2 separate regions of the Ovis aries genome follow, and region 2 is linked to region 1. Evidence: chromatin contacts called from public Hi-C data. All regions are on one chromosome and are shown on one strand. Each heading gives the region's core, a stretch centred on a gene start, on an enhancer-like site or on the middle of the called end of the contact. The rest is flanking DNA. Distances are from core to core; before and after follow the strand shown. Region 1 holds the start of LIFR (LIF receptor subunit alpha). Region 2 overlaps LIFR (LIF receptor subunit alpha).

What was found. Hi-C and Micro-C count contacts between places; a contact is called where the count stands out from the background.
Region 2: a Hi-C map of mixed tissues shows a contact between it and region 1, with 2.2 times the contacts expected there. The contact joins the enhancer-like site here to the promoter of LIFR in region 1. A contact is called at or near these places in 2 of 16 Hi-C or Micro-C datasets (liver and mixed tissues).

The regions. Positions count from the first base shown.
Region 1 is chr16:35,995,914-36,002,834 of ARS-UI_Ramb_v3.0, reverse strand. LIFR (LIF receptor subunit alpha) reads right to left here and starts at 3,971. Exons shown (of 20, transcript XM_060400479.1): 1 at 3,883-3,971. The coding sequence starts at 3,929. The region is part of intron 2 of LOC132657959 (a long non-coding RNA gene); the gene reads left to right.
Region 2 is chr16:36,034,040-36,040,971 of ARS-UI_Ramb_v3.0, reverse strand. The region is part of intron 1 of LIFR (LIF receptor subunit alpha); the gene reads right to left. Among named protein-coding and RNA genes, the nearest start is that of LIFR, 39 kb to the right of the region's middle. Within about 2 kb of position 4,116, at least 3 of the 54 cell types and tissues checked have an H3K27ac peak or open chromatin away from gene starts, as enhancers often do.

The sequences.
Region 1 (6,921 bases), core at 2,722-5,221:
GTTCAGTCATGTCTGACTCTTTGTGACCTCATGGACTGTACCTTGCTAGGCTCCTCTGTCCATGGAATTTTCTAGGCAAGAATGCTAGATCAGTTGCCGTTTCCTAACCCAGGGGATCTTCCCTACTCAGGGATCAAACCTGCATCTCCTGCATTGGCAGGCAGATTCTTTACCACTGTTCCACTGGGAAGCATAAGGATCCTTCTAGTCACTAACTGGGGCTGTTTGAGGATTACTTTGGTAAATATATATGAAATGTCTAGCACATTATAAATGCACATTGCATGTTAGTTACTAGTATCATAACAACATCTTGGCTCATTTCACTGGTTCTAGTATTTTTCTGTTCTCATTAGAATCACCTTCCTAAGAGATAAATCTTATCATGTCACTCCTTACCTTCTGCTGACTTTCTACCATTTAAAGGATAAAGTTAACTTTCCTAGCAGGACATGTAAGACCCTTGAAAAATCTCTTCCTAACTGCCCTTTTGGGTTATTTCTGGCCACATGAGGCTTTAAATGCCGGGTCTGCACTAAACTTCTCACCATTTCTCACTCCATATCCACTGATACTTCTGCATCTTTGCATGCACTGCTTCCATGCTTGTCAGCTTTCCTAAGTTGTGCTGCTTTAATGACCATCCACAGGTCTCAATGGTTTTCAACAACATAAATTTCCTTCTTACTTAAATTATAGGCTGTCTGCAGGGCAGCTTCAACTCTACTCCAGAAGTCTCCTTTACTCCGAGATCTACACTGAATAAGCAGTCCCTTTCTGAAAATGGCTCTTCATGTGGCAGAGGGGAAGAGTGGCCTTGGAATGTTATGACAGATCTTAAAGGTTTTGTTCAGAAATGGCACAAAACACTTCTATGCAGATTTTATTGGCCAAAGTAAGTAACTTGGCTAAGCATGACCTTAATTAGGGTGGGGAGATACAACCTCTCCTGTCCCTACATATCTCTCCCTATATTAGGAAGAAGAAACTAACAAAGAAGCAATAATACAGTCTCCCATCATTCCCTATATTTGAAACACCCTCACATGTCCTTGCTTTCCCCATTTTTCAAAATCTTCTAAGCCTTGTTATCACTTCCCTTATGGAATTTTTCTGTTGGCACCAGACAGTTAGCTCATTTGTCATCATTCTCTCAGGACTCCAGCCCCATTTTTAATAAAGTGCTTGTCAAGCTGTTATTAAAAGGATGTGTTTACATCCCCTTTTCTCTCATGGGCAAAGGCTACAACTTCTTGATTTCTCTATCCCTGGCTCTAAGCATCCTAGGACTCAGAACATGTCAACAGAATGAATGAATGAGGCAGTTTGTTGCTTGGCCATTTATAGGCAAGGTTGGTTAAGCTTTTCTGCTAATATGCAGTTGGAGGTGGCCAAGTAACTAAGTAACTCCTTTATGCAGGCAGAAAGGAGACTTAAAGACCAGTGAAAAACACATGTGCTTTTTTTCCTCCATGCCCACCAAATATTATGTCATTTTCTTATTTTGCCCTTTCCATGGTTATGTACCAAGACAAAATGCTTTGGAAATATACTATCTGTGCATGTAGCCTTGGGAATTTATACACATGCAATATTCAAACAAAAGCAGATTGTGCCTATATAGTTTGCTAAACTTTGTTTCAAATCCAGTTATCTACTGAAAAGACTGTGCCAATAAAACTGTCTTGATGAACTATCAATAAGTCTTATCTTCGGCAGCTTTTTGGGAAGATACTAAATCAAACTGACAAAGTATTCAGTTTTACTTCCTAAGTATTGCAGACTCATTCTCTGTCATCTCTCTCCTCTGGCACCGTCTCAGTTCAGGTTCTTATCACTCCTTGCACACATGTGTGCTAAGTTGCTTCAGTCACATCTGACTCTTTGCAACCCTATGGACTATAGGCCATCAGGCTCCTCTGTCTATGGGATTCTCCAAGCAAGCATACTGGAGTGGGTTACCACTTCCCCTTTCAGGGGATCTTCCCAGCCCAGGGATTGAGCTGGCATCTCGAATGTCTCTTGTATCGACAGGCAGGCTCTTTACCACTGAGCCACCTGGGAAGCCCTCGTCACTCCTTACCTGCACTTTTACTACAAACTCCTTCTTGGTTTCTCTCTGCCCACAATACCCTCCTCTAATCAAGCATGACTTAATGATGAAGGAAGCATTTTCCTTAGGCATCACCTTCCTTCTACACTCTTTCCAATGCCCTCTCTTTCAGTTCAGTTCAGTTCAGTTGCTCAGTCATGTCCAACTCTTTGTGATGCCATGAACCACAGCATGCCAGGCCTCCCTGTCCATCACCAGCTCCCAGAGTTTACCCAAACTCATGTCCATTGAGTCAGTGATGCCATCCAACCATCTCATCCTCTGTCGTCCCCTTCTCCTGCCCTCAATCTTTCCCAGCATCAGGGTCTTTTCAAATGAGTCAGCCCTTCACATCAGGTGGCCAAAATATTGGAGTTTCAGCTTCAACATCAGCCCTCTGTTTACATGTCCTCCAATAGGGTTAAGTCTTCTCCCTGTATATCTTTTTATCATCATGATTTATCACATCACATTGTAATTGTTTGTTTATATGTCTGTTTCCTCTTAATGGAATGAGAGTTTTCTGAGAGTAAGTATTGTGGTGTAAGATTCATCTCTTAATCAGAACAAAGTGCCTTTGAACACACATAATGTGCTCAATTAATGTTTGGTACATTGAGGTCCCATTGAACTGAAGGCAAAAATTACAGGTTACACATTTTGTGCTAAATAATACAGTACAATTGAAAGGAGATTTTGATCCGGGCTTTTAATGTGTGATTTTCATGATTCATGAAGAATGCAGTGTTTATGTTTTAATTTATATGAATTTTAACTTTTATATATAAGCTCTTTGCAAAACTTTTTGGAAATGAACTAATTCTCATGAGAATTTTAGTAGACTAAGAAAAAAGTCTATAAAAATTACCCTTCATAAAACCTTGTATGGCTAAAGAAAATTTAGAAGATACAATGCCTCTTTATTATCCTTGCCACTGAAAACAAAAAATGAAATTTTTACTGAGATATAAAAACTAAAGAAAGAAAGAGAATTTAAGTTATGTGTGCCTTAGAAAAACAGTATGACATGCTAATTTGGCCAGATCTCTTGAAAGAAAAGAAGCCAAGTGCAAATTACGTTTATCTAATTTAGCTCGAGAATGAAATTTTCAGTTTTGGTACCTCTAACACATGTTATGTAAGAGATCATGAGTATAAGAGGGAGAGAAAAAGGGCAAAAGAAGTTGTAATTAAAGTAAATCTTCCCAGAACCCTGGATTGCACCAGGAACGTGGCCAGAATAAGCAAGGCTACTGACTTCTGCCAGGGTCATGTTTAGAGGTTACTTTATCATAGCCCTTGCTCAAAAAACATAATTTGAGCAAAGAAGGGTTCCCAATGTTCAGCGATCTCCATGTGCTTCCCATTAGGGTCGGAAGAAGAAATGCTGTGGTGTCTTCCCCAAAGGGAATGGAATGGAAGTGTTCAGATCTCTTTCCGACTTGGCAAGAGATGCCAGTCTGGACACCAGGAAGGCCCAGCTATTTCTAGAGTACAGGGGCACACAGCCATAGCGACACCTAGGAACCACTGCAAATGGTTACTTACTTACTCCTTTTCCAGACAACAAAGCATCTAGTTCAACTCAGAATTGCTATCTACCTGAATCTAAACAACATCATGATTTTTGAAGTCTAAGTTAAGAGCAAAATATTATTAGTGATTTCCTTTGCTAGCTAAGCTCAGATTTGGAAGCTCCCTGAAATGGCCTGTCAAATCTTCACTCATTCACCCACTCCCTACCAAGAGAGAAGGACAGATCACATAGGCCAATTAAAACCTTTTCTTACCTCCCATCAGCAACCAGGATAGTGTGAGGCCAAACCAAGGGAAGCATTATGGTCAGTTGCTTATCCAATATCCACTTCCCTCTTTTTCCACACTTAACACTTGTCCAGCTAACTATTCTCTTTTCCAGCCAATAAAACACAAGGAGATGTTTGCCTGGGAGTTCTGATAAAGCCTTTGCCTTCCTGTTAGAAGGAGACAGAGATAACATTCTCTTCCTGCTTTCATAGCACATACGATGTCAACTACAGCAAACATCTTGGAACATCTTGAAACATGAGGCTCTAAGGATAACAGAGTAGAAAGATACAATGACCTGGGTACCTCATGGCATTGTGAACTATAAACAACTCCAGTAATCACTTAACTCTGGATTTTTGTAATGAGTGAATCCCCTATTCATTGAAGCTACTATGGCTTGGGTTTTCTATTATTTGCAGTCTAAGATATCTTTAACTTTATATACCAAGTCTATTAACAGAGCTCAGTTAAGGATTCTCAGAGGAAAGCCAGTCTCAGGCTATTAGCAGTAGAGAGATAACAGTTTAGAAGAGGTAGAAGCTAGTCAGATTTTACTCTCCACTTCTAAATGTCCCTTCATTTCCCCTGCAACATCCTCATGAAATTTTGGACCAGTCATCTTGCTTGTGCTTAGTTGCTCAGTGGTGTCTAACTCTTTGCAACACTATGGACTGAGGCCCATCAGGCTCCTCTGTCCATGGTTTTTTTACAGGAAATAATTCTGGAGTAGGTTACCCTTGCCTCCTTCAGGAAATCTTCCTGACCCAGGGAGGGAACCCACATCTCCTGCATCTCCTGCATGGGCAGGTGGATTCTTTACTACTGAGCCACCTGGGAAGCCCCAGACCAGTCATAGAAGATGGAATTAAAAGTTCCCATTTTAAAATATCAGTCCTGGTATATGATGTACCAATATTATGACTTCATTGCTTTGAATCATAAAGTTTCTTCTAGTACTAAGAATCATTAGCATCTATCCTGCCTTTTTAGATTTCAGCAGAGTTTGTTACTTTAGAGGCTTAGTTGATTGAAAATAATAGAAGTCTTACACTTATTTATAATTTTAAATGAAAGAAGGTATGGCTTTATCCCATCAAATTTTACATAATTACATCTCTTTTAGGAAAACTCTCTCTTTAAATTCCAGTGGGAGGTTCAGTTTTACCCTTTTATTACTCAAGTGTAAGATTCAGGTATAAGACTTTCATGTGGATTCTATAATTATCTTTTGCAAATTATGTTTTTATATGATATTCATTGCCATCATTTTCCAAGTGCTAACATGTAGGTTTCTATAGGCATAGATCATATTTCTGTATTTTTTTAATATAAAAACACTGGTAACATCTGGTTGATGGCCTGGGTTATGGATGTGTGCACCTGGAGTACAGCCAGGCCCATGCAAACATACAATTACACTCGATCCATCACATCAAAGCCATTTTCTATCCTGGCTCTAATTTTGGTTTGGCACGTTGTTTCATCTTGTTCTGCTCCAAAAGTCTGCAATAGTATTGAAAAGAATGGATAGAAATGGGCAACTTGCTAATCTACTCTTAACTTTCCCAATTGGAGAGGTGCCCACTGAAGAATTTAGAAATGAAACGAATTCATCACTTAAAAATTTCTATTAATGATAATAGCCACCATTGGCTGAGATATTTACCAGGTGCTGAGAGGTTCTGAACTCTGTGCAGACATCTGGCCCTCACACGTCTGGGAGGAGATCTCAGTCTACCAATACAAAGTCCTTCACGCATCCAGTCAGTGCATGTTAAAAGCAGCCTCTGGGCTGGACTCTGGGACCGCAGTAGAGAAAAAGGCAAACCTGCTGCTCCCCACTCCATGCTGGGCCCCACTTTCTGCATATACACAGATGTCTCATGCAGTCTAACAGAGGGCTGGGGGAAGAGATATCCCAGTGCAACAAGAGGGAAGAAAGAGAGAAACTAGGAGCATAATGACAAACCCTAACTTAGAGGGGGACAGGAGGTAAAATCTTACTGAGAAAATGATGTTTAAACCTAGACATTCAGGGTTACTCACTTAACTGGAGAAGAGGTACTGGCACTGGGGATGAACTATTTCCAGGCAGATGAGACAAGATGTGGTTGGATAACATGGGTTCAAGAAAGGGCCAGGAGCACTTTTGGGGGACTGAAAAGGGGCACTGCTGGGGGATCTAAGGGAATCAGGGACAGATGTGAGGGGGACACTGCTTTGTGCGAACATGCTTGGGACTTATCCTAAAGGCAAAGTGAAGCCATGTAGAGTGGTAATTGTCACAGTTTTGTGTGAGTGTGAATGTGTGTAGAGGGGGGAGTAAAGACCGTGCGGTGAGTAGGGAGAAGAATAATCAGATTTAAATGCAGATTCAGAGAAATTCCCACCTTTGTCCAAAGTCACTCCAAAGCTAGAACCTGATCTCAGTGTGCTTGATTCCCACCCTTTGCTCTTTACCCATCATTCTCTACCATCTTCTAATTTCACCAGCTCTCTGCCAGTCAGGGTGCGTGCATGCTCAGTTGCTCAGTCTTGTTCAACTCTTTGTGACCCCATGGACTGTAGCCCGCCAGGCTCTACTGTCCATGGGATTCTCCAGGCAAGAATACTGAAGTGGGTAGCCATTCCCTTTTCCAGAGAATCGTCCCCACCCAGGGATGGAACCCTTGTATTGTAGGCAGATTCTTTACCATTTGAGCCACTAGGAAAGCCAAAGCATGATATGAGACTCTCCAATTAGTCCCCTTGGCTTTAAGTATTTTTAACCAAACTTATTGTTATAAAGCCCCATAAAAGTCATTACTTCATAGAAAAAAAAAGGATTTTCAATTCTCGCTAAATCCCAAAACACATTTTCAACTTTCAATTTCTTTTTCTTTTAGGTTAGAAGTTGTATCCACTTAGAATTGTTAGTAGGACATATGATTTTGCTCAGACAAATAAGGAATAAAATATAAAGTTCAGAGGTAATATTTGCTTAGTTCTTTGAGTACCTTTTTAAAAAGGCCTTAGATCCC
Region 2 (6,932 bases), core at 2,867-5,366, 38 kb before region 1:
GATTCCTGGATTCTAGGTTGTTGGATTCCCAGGCCTCCCTGACACAACCTGGAGTCACCCTCTGAACCAGTGGTCTCACGTGCCTGAAATTTCCCCTGGCTCTCCCTGGCCTATGGAGAAAGTGCCAGCTGTCATCATGGCAGGAAGCTCTCTGCTGTTCCAAGCTAACTTCAGGCCTTTGCCCGCATTGGCCCTGTATTCAAGTTCCAACAAAAGCACCAGGCTCTGCTGTCCTGTGTGTCACTGAACACCTTACCCTCTACCCAGAATGTCTTTCCCACTCCACTTGTTCTTATCCACTTAACAAACACCAACTTGTCCTTCAAAACTCAGCTCACAGTACTCCTGATCCAACCCTCCTCAGTGTCTTTCCTTATGGATTTCCCAAACTGAGACAAATTTCAGTCGCCAAGCATTCAGTGTTGTCTACCATGCAGCAGAATTAAGAAGAAAGTAAATATATCAAGTATTTCTTATGGCTTTTATCAAAAGCATAAAGACAAAAGGCACATCACACTCACTTAGCATCTGTGACCTCTTTTGTCACTGTAAGCATTAGAGTATGATCCCAGCAATGCAGCCCATGGAATTCGTGAGTACAGCAATCACAATTTTGACGATTTGTGAATTGAAAAGTTCCAAAACACAGTTGTCTGTAATTTCATTGAAGCTGGCATTTGAGAAAACAGTGAGTTGGATAAACTCTACACCCAGCCAACAGAGCCAACAGTCTAATGTCTACAGGTCAACACAGCTGTGCCGCTCTCCATTTCCTATTCCATACTCAGTGTATCTCAAGACAGGGAAAGAGCATTTGTGACCAGGGAACCCCCCACCCAAATAAAAACAAGAAGGCCAATTGCTGGTTCCAGCAGAGGCCGGGGAGCAGAGTGGACCATGGAAAGCAGAGGTATAGATCGAAAAAAACGTGAGATAAAGAAGGAATAAAACGTCGGCTTTGCAAGTGGCTCCAATCTGTGGCATGACTTCTACATGCATTCGCCACAGGAATAAGAAAAAAATGATTTATGATGCCATTTTATCTTATTAGGCTATATTAGAAAAATAAAATGCGAGGTCAATATTTGTCATAAAGGTCCTGAGACGTTTTTCATGAACACGGAGGGTTTATTTTATATCAAAATATTTACAGCTGCTGCCAACTTTAAAAGAACTGTTTCGACTCAAAAAATAAATTGCAGAATTAATGTATTTTGATATGACTGTCAAATGGAAACCTCACTTTAAACTGCAGGTTTTACTGCCTCATCCTCAGTGAGACCATGTGCTAGAATTTTTCAAACGCTATAACCATGGATATCCATCCATCCTAAATTCATGAATAGGAACCTATTTCAGTAATTTTACATAAAATAATCTCAAGAAGGCATGTCCTTCACAGAAGATACATAGTAGCAATTTTAAGACTGTTAGCCCAGGATATTCTAACAGATGTGTAACACAGTTCAGTTCAGTTGCTCAGTCATATCGGACTCTTTGCGACCCCATGAATCGCAGCACGCCAGGCCTCCCTGTCCATCACCATCTCCCAGAGTTCACTCAGACTCACGTCCATTGAGTCAGTGATGCCATCCAGCCATCTCATCCTCTGTCGTCCCCTTCTCCTCCTGCCCCCAATCCCTCCCAGCATCAGAGTCTTTTCCAATGAGTCAACTCATTGCATGAGGTGGCCAAAGTACTGGAGTTTCAGCTTTAACATCATTCCTTCCAAAGAAATCCCAGGATTAGATCTCCTTGCAGTCCAAGGGACTCTCAAGAGTCTTCTCCAACACCACAGTTCAAAAGCATCAATTCTTCGGCACTCAGCCTTCTTCACACAAGTCATCACTAAATCATCAGAGAATGTCAAGGTGAAATAACCTAGTCAGCACCTCCTGTACTTCGTGGATCAAGCAGGAGGCAATGGCTGTGTTCACTGAAAAGTAACATAACAACATAGTTTCTTTCAAAATTGCAGGAGAGGAAATGAGGCCCACTTGACTGTCAGCCGCGGTAACACAGGTTTACTGAGTAGGTATGCCTCCTGGCCTTGGCCTGCCCTGGTCACTTGCCACGGCATTCAAGTAGTGAGGGTGTGTCTTCCCTGGGCACTGCTGCCTATTTGATGCCTACCCACTGACTGGGGGGAAAAAAGCCCTCAATAGTTGTTGAATGAGTGAATCACATTTCATTTTAACAACTCTATGAGTACAAAAGATTGGACCCTGACATTCAAGAACTTATCATACAGGATTGTTAAAGTCGATAACAAAAGGGGAACAAAAAGCTTTTGACTCAAAATCTCTTGGCAATGGAAAGCATTGAAGTTTTAAAGTAAATAATAACAAAGTATTTCCCAGTGACCAGAAGTAATGCAATATTTCATCAGAATGCCTTAAAATGCTTCTTACAAGAGTTGATATAAGTTATTCTGCTTAGAAATCTGTCTTAGTAGGAATACTGGCCTTAATCATAACAGAATTGTGACGGCAAGGTAGCATTTACCTAACACATACTAGCTGTGGGCACTATGAGCTGGATATTATTCCCTTTTACAGGTAAGAAATCAGACACAGAAAGTGCTCAAGTTCATACAACCAGTAGATCAAAAAGGGAATCTGTTCTCCTTCCCTTCGCTATAAAATATGCTTTAAATGTTGGAAATCCAGGAAACCAAAAATGGTTGTTGTTTAGTCGTTAAGTCTTGTCTGACTCTTTGGCGACCCCTATAGACTGGAGCCCGCTAGACTCTAAAAACAGGAGTCACCTGTACTTTCAACACAAACACACAGCATTTGGTGTATAGTCTTCCTGGCATTTTCCTACATAACAGGTAGAAAACTGAAGCTCTAACTCGCTTGCTTGAGCTCTCTCTCTGCCTCTTTCTCCAAGACCTAAAAAAAACACTCCTAGATCAAGTTACACATACTGCTTTGCAATTTGCTTTTTCAGTTTACAAACTCAGAATATCTTTCTACATCAATAAATACTTCCCTACCTCAGTGTCAATGAAGAAAGGGTTTTCCATTACATGTGTATGCCACAATTTATGTAATCAATATCCCTATTATTGAGCATTTGTTTCTAGTTTATAACTATCATAAATGAAGCTGCAAAAATCATTTTTGCAAATTAGAGGTTGGGTTTTTTGGTGTACTTTTCATGGAGGTCACCAGAACTTGGAGATGAGGTTTTTCCTAATTTGGGAGAGGACTCCCCCGCCCAATTCTGAGATACCCCACTACGTGGGCTTCCCATCAAGGGAAGAATCACTGTGCCAGGAGAAAGCGACTGACAGGAACATGGGGCCCACATGCCTATGTAGGCGAGAACCACTGCTATAGATTGGTCTCCATACACAGGCTTTATTTTTTTTTCCTCTTAGTTTAAATTCCTAGTGGTGGAAATGCCTGACTAAGGGACATGGCACATTTTTGAGGCTTTCGATGAGTAATGCAAAATTACCCTCCTGGAAAGTTGTAACAATTGAATATACCCACCAGCAGCATTCGAAAGTGACAATCCCCCAAACCTAATAGTTAGCAAGGTTTGTTTCTGAACAGTCAAATCCCTATATGGCTCTAAGTTTTAAAACAGTGAAACTATTGATAAAACATATCGAGAAAAATAGCAAACAATGTGGACAATAAATGTTGGATTTTACATTACACATGTTTTCAAATACAAAATATAAAACTCTGACAGCAGATCCCAGCAGAATGAACAGAATCAATGTTAAAAAAAAAAAAAAAATCTAGTGACACTGGGCTCTGAAAAATGCCAAGCTAGTAAGACTCCACATCTTTGTTTGCCCACCTGGTTAATATCAGGCTTCACTGTTGGGCTCTAATAGTAACATGCTCTATTGTTTACAAAAAAAGAAATTCACAATTATTGTATATTCTCTCAAATTTTGTAAGTACCATCTTATAGTTAAGGTGCAATCTTAAGTTCTCAAAACTCTTGTATATTCACTTAGTCAATAAATACCTGAATGTCTACTGTGGGCTGGGCACTGTTCTATGGAGACACAGCAGCGAACCCCACGGATCCCCTGCTGTTCCAGAGTGGAGCGCAGAGCCCTGCAGTTAGGAATTAGCAAATCATAGTCACAATGCCAGTCTGGAACTACTGGATTCTTAGGCAAATGAAAACACCTCTGGGGCTTGGTTTCTTTAGCAGTAAACTTACAGTTGACCAGAAGATCCAAGGCCCTTTCTGGCTCTTAAATTCTATACCTTCTTTGGTTTTGTTTGAATGCTTAAGCTCCTATTGCTGTCAGTACTTTGGATTTTAAGCCATATATAGGACTACATATAGTCCTTCCTTAGAAATCAGAATCAGGCCGTCAGTCCCTTCCTCCCAAATTTTACATATAGAGTAAAACTCTGGCGATCCAGGTAACTTCAAGGGATAATACAGGATCAGGTTTCACTCAGATGAAGATTTATGCTCCCAATTTAACTGTTTCTCTGAAAAGGATCTGAAAATGTGCTTGTGTCCTTCGCTTTTGCACTGCACTATAAATACCACAGCATGAAACGTGAAACAGGAGCCAGAGGTGTGGCGGCTGGTCTCCAAGCCTGTGGCTGGGAAGGCTGGCACCCAGCTTTAAGGTGGCGTGCTGGCAGCTGCAGCACTGGGGTTGTGGTGGTGGAGTCTCATCTCGCTCCAGCTTACTCTCACCCCCAAGTCACAGGCACGTTCCGTCTACAGAATGTCTACAGCTCACTGCCCCACCAGCATTTCTAACAGGAGAAATGGGGGCATGCCGTCCGCCACCACTTGTTACTTTCCACCACATGTTCCCACCACCACCATTTCAACTGTCCTCCAATCCAGGGTCTCCTTGGAGAAGCCTGCTTCTGCGAGCTGTGAGAGGAAGGCAAGGGGCCTCAGTATCCCAAGTCACCCTTAGAGAAGAACCACACACTTTCTACAAGCATTAGCACCTTTCTGGGGTCTTTCAGGATACTACCACTTAATAATACAGGTGCAGATTCTCAGCTTTGGGTGCGTGATTCCAAGTCTTCCTCTGTACCTGCCCTACAAACCAGAAGAATGTGCAGAGGCAAGGTTTTCTCACATTTCTGCAAAAGTATGGGAAAAACTCACCTACTAAAAGGTTTTCTTCAACTTCCAACATAAAAGCATAAGACAGTAACTGATACATACAACCTCTGCCCACAGAAGCAAACAGGAGCAGCCAGGACAGGTAAGCATGTATGTGTTGTCAATTGTAGAGAGTGTAAAGTCAGCCTGAAGTCCTGCCATCTCTACAGTTCACAAAGGAAATGTAAAGGTAGCAGCACCTGCACTTTGACTCAAGCACCTAGGCCGGTACATGTTCCAGTGACCTACAAAACAGATGCTTACGGGCGTCTGCTAGTTTGCTTGAAGGGTTTTTGCTGCAAGGAGACTGACAAAAGACAGAAGGAACTTGATTTAAGATTTCAAAGTCACGGAATCCATCCTTCACATAGCATGTGCACAGAGCTTATGCAAGAATGCTGGAAGATATAATTATCTTACATGGGAGCAGCTTATTGGGTTCAGGTATCAACCAATTCAAACAGGAAATAAAAATATCAAATCCCCTCAGTCTGCAAGATCACAGCTCCTGATGTTGGACAGGACCTCAAAAGTCACAGTTAAGAAAAAGACAACAGATTCTAATTAGGCATCTACAACAATTGCTTGGCACAACACTCAATTCCCAAGATTTCAATTAATCTAAAGGAACATATATTTAGAATGACACACAGATTAGAAGTTGGGAAGAGGAAATACCACAGTTCCTGATACTCCCTAAAATAGAACAGGCACACATTCTTCCTGTGAGAATAAAAGTACCTGCAGAAAGTACATATATTTTATGGGCTCATTAGTCTGTAATCTGCCCCCAAAGAATTCAAACATTCACTATACTAAAAAAGGCCTCTCTGAAATTTTTACACTTAAGCAAAGGGCTAATACACTGAAATCAAAGATGGAACTTCTGACTGAATTACTCAGAAATCACTATAATGTCCTGGAAAATACACACATTTTTAAGGCTTCATAGTTTAATTTCAGGAACAGAAACAAAATGCAACTCACGTAAAGCAACAATCTGAGAAGATGCTTTAACAGTGGCATGGATCTGGTAATGTCAAGGGCCAGAGCCAAGATGGGGAAGACTCAGCTTAAATACTCCCAAATCTAAGTATTTTGAGAAAAACCAGACAAGATTATTTCTTAAACTCTCTAATTATTAGTTAATTCTCTCAATATTCACAGCACATTATGACCCAGGCTAAGCAATGAAGAAGCAGCAGGTCCACAACTGCTCTCCTGGAGCGTCCAGCAGGTGGAGGAACCCCGCCATCCAAGGTCTGTCTCCCACGCCATTGAACCTTCCTTGCCATTTGCAAATGCCCAGGACACCCATCGCAGTGCCTGCTCTCTCCCACTTTTCGATAAGAAACTCCAGCCACACTGGCGGCCGTCTGTTCCTCTGGTGTGCGAGGCTCGGTCCCACTGCCTGGCCTTTGCACAAGCCATGCCCTCTGCCTGAACCACCACTCCTCCAGATCTGCAAGAACACACTCAACTCTCGGTTTAAACTTCACCTCAGAGAGGCTTCCAGAGCTGCTCGGTCTAAAACAGTGGCCCCACCTGCCCCTCTTTATCCCAGCAACCCTCTTTTATCACTCTGCCAGCATGTCTCACTCAGACCTTACTGTCTTTATTGCTTCTCTGCTTTTTATCCATCTCCCTCACTAACAGGTGGACTCATTAGAATGGGGTCTCTATCCTGCGCATTACTACATTCTTAGTCTCTAGAAATTGCCTGGGATGTAACACATGCTCAGTAAATACTTATTTAAGAAGAGCAAATACAGCCAATATTAGCAGTTTAGTACAATGACAGGTACTAAATAACAAAGGAA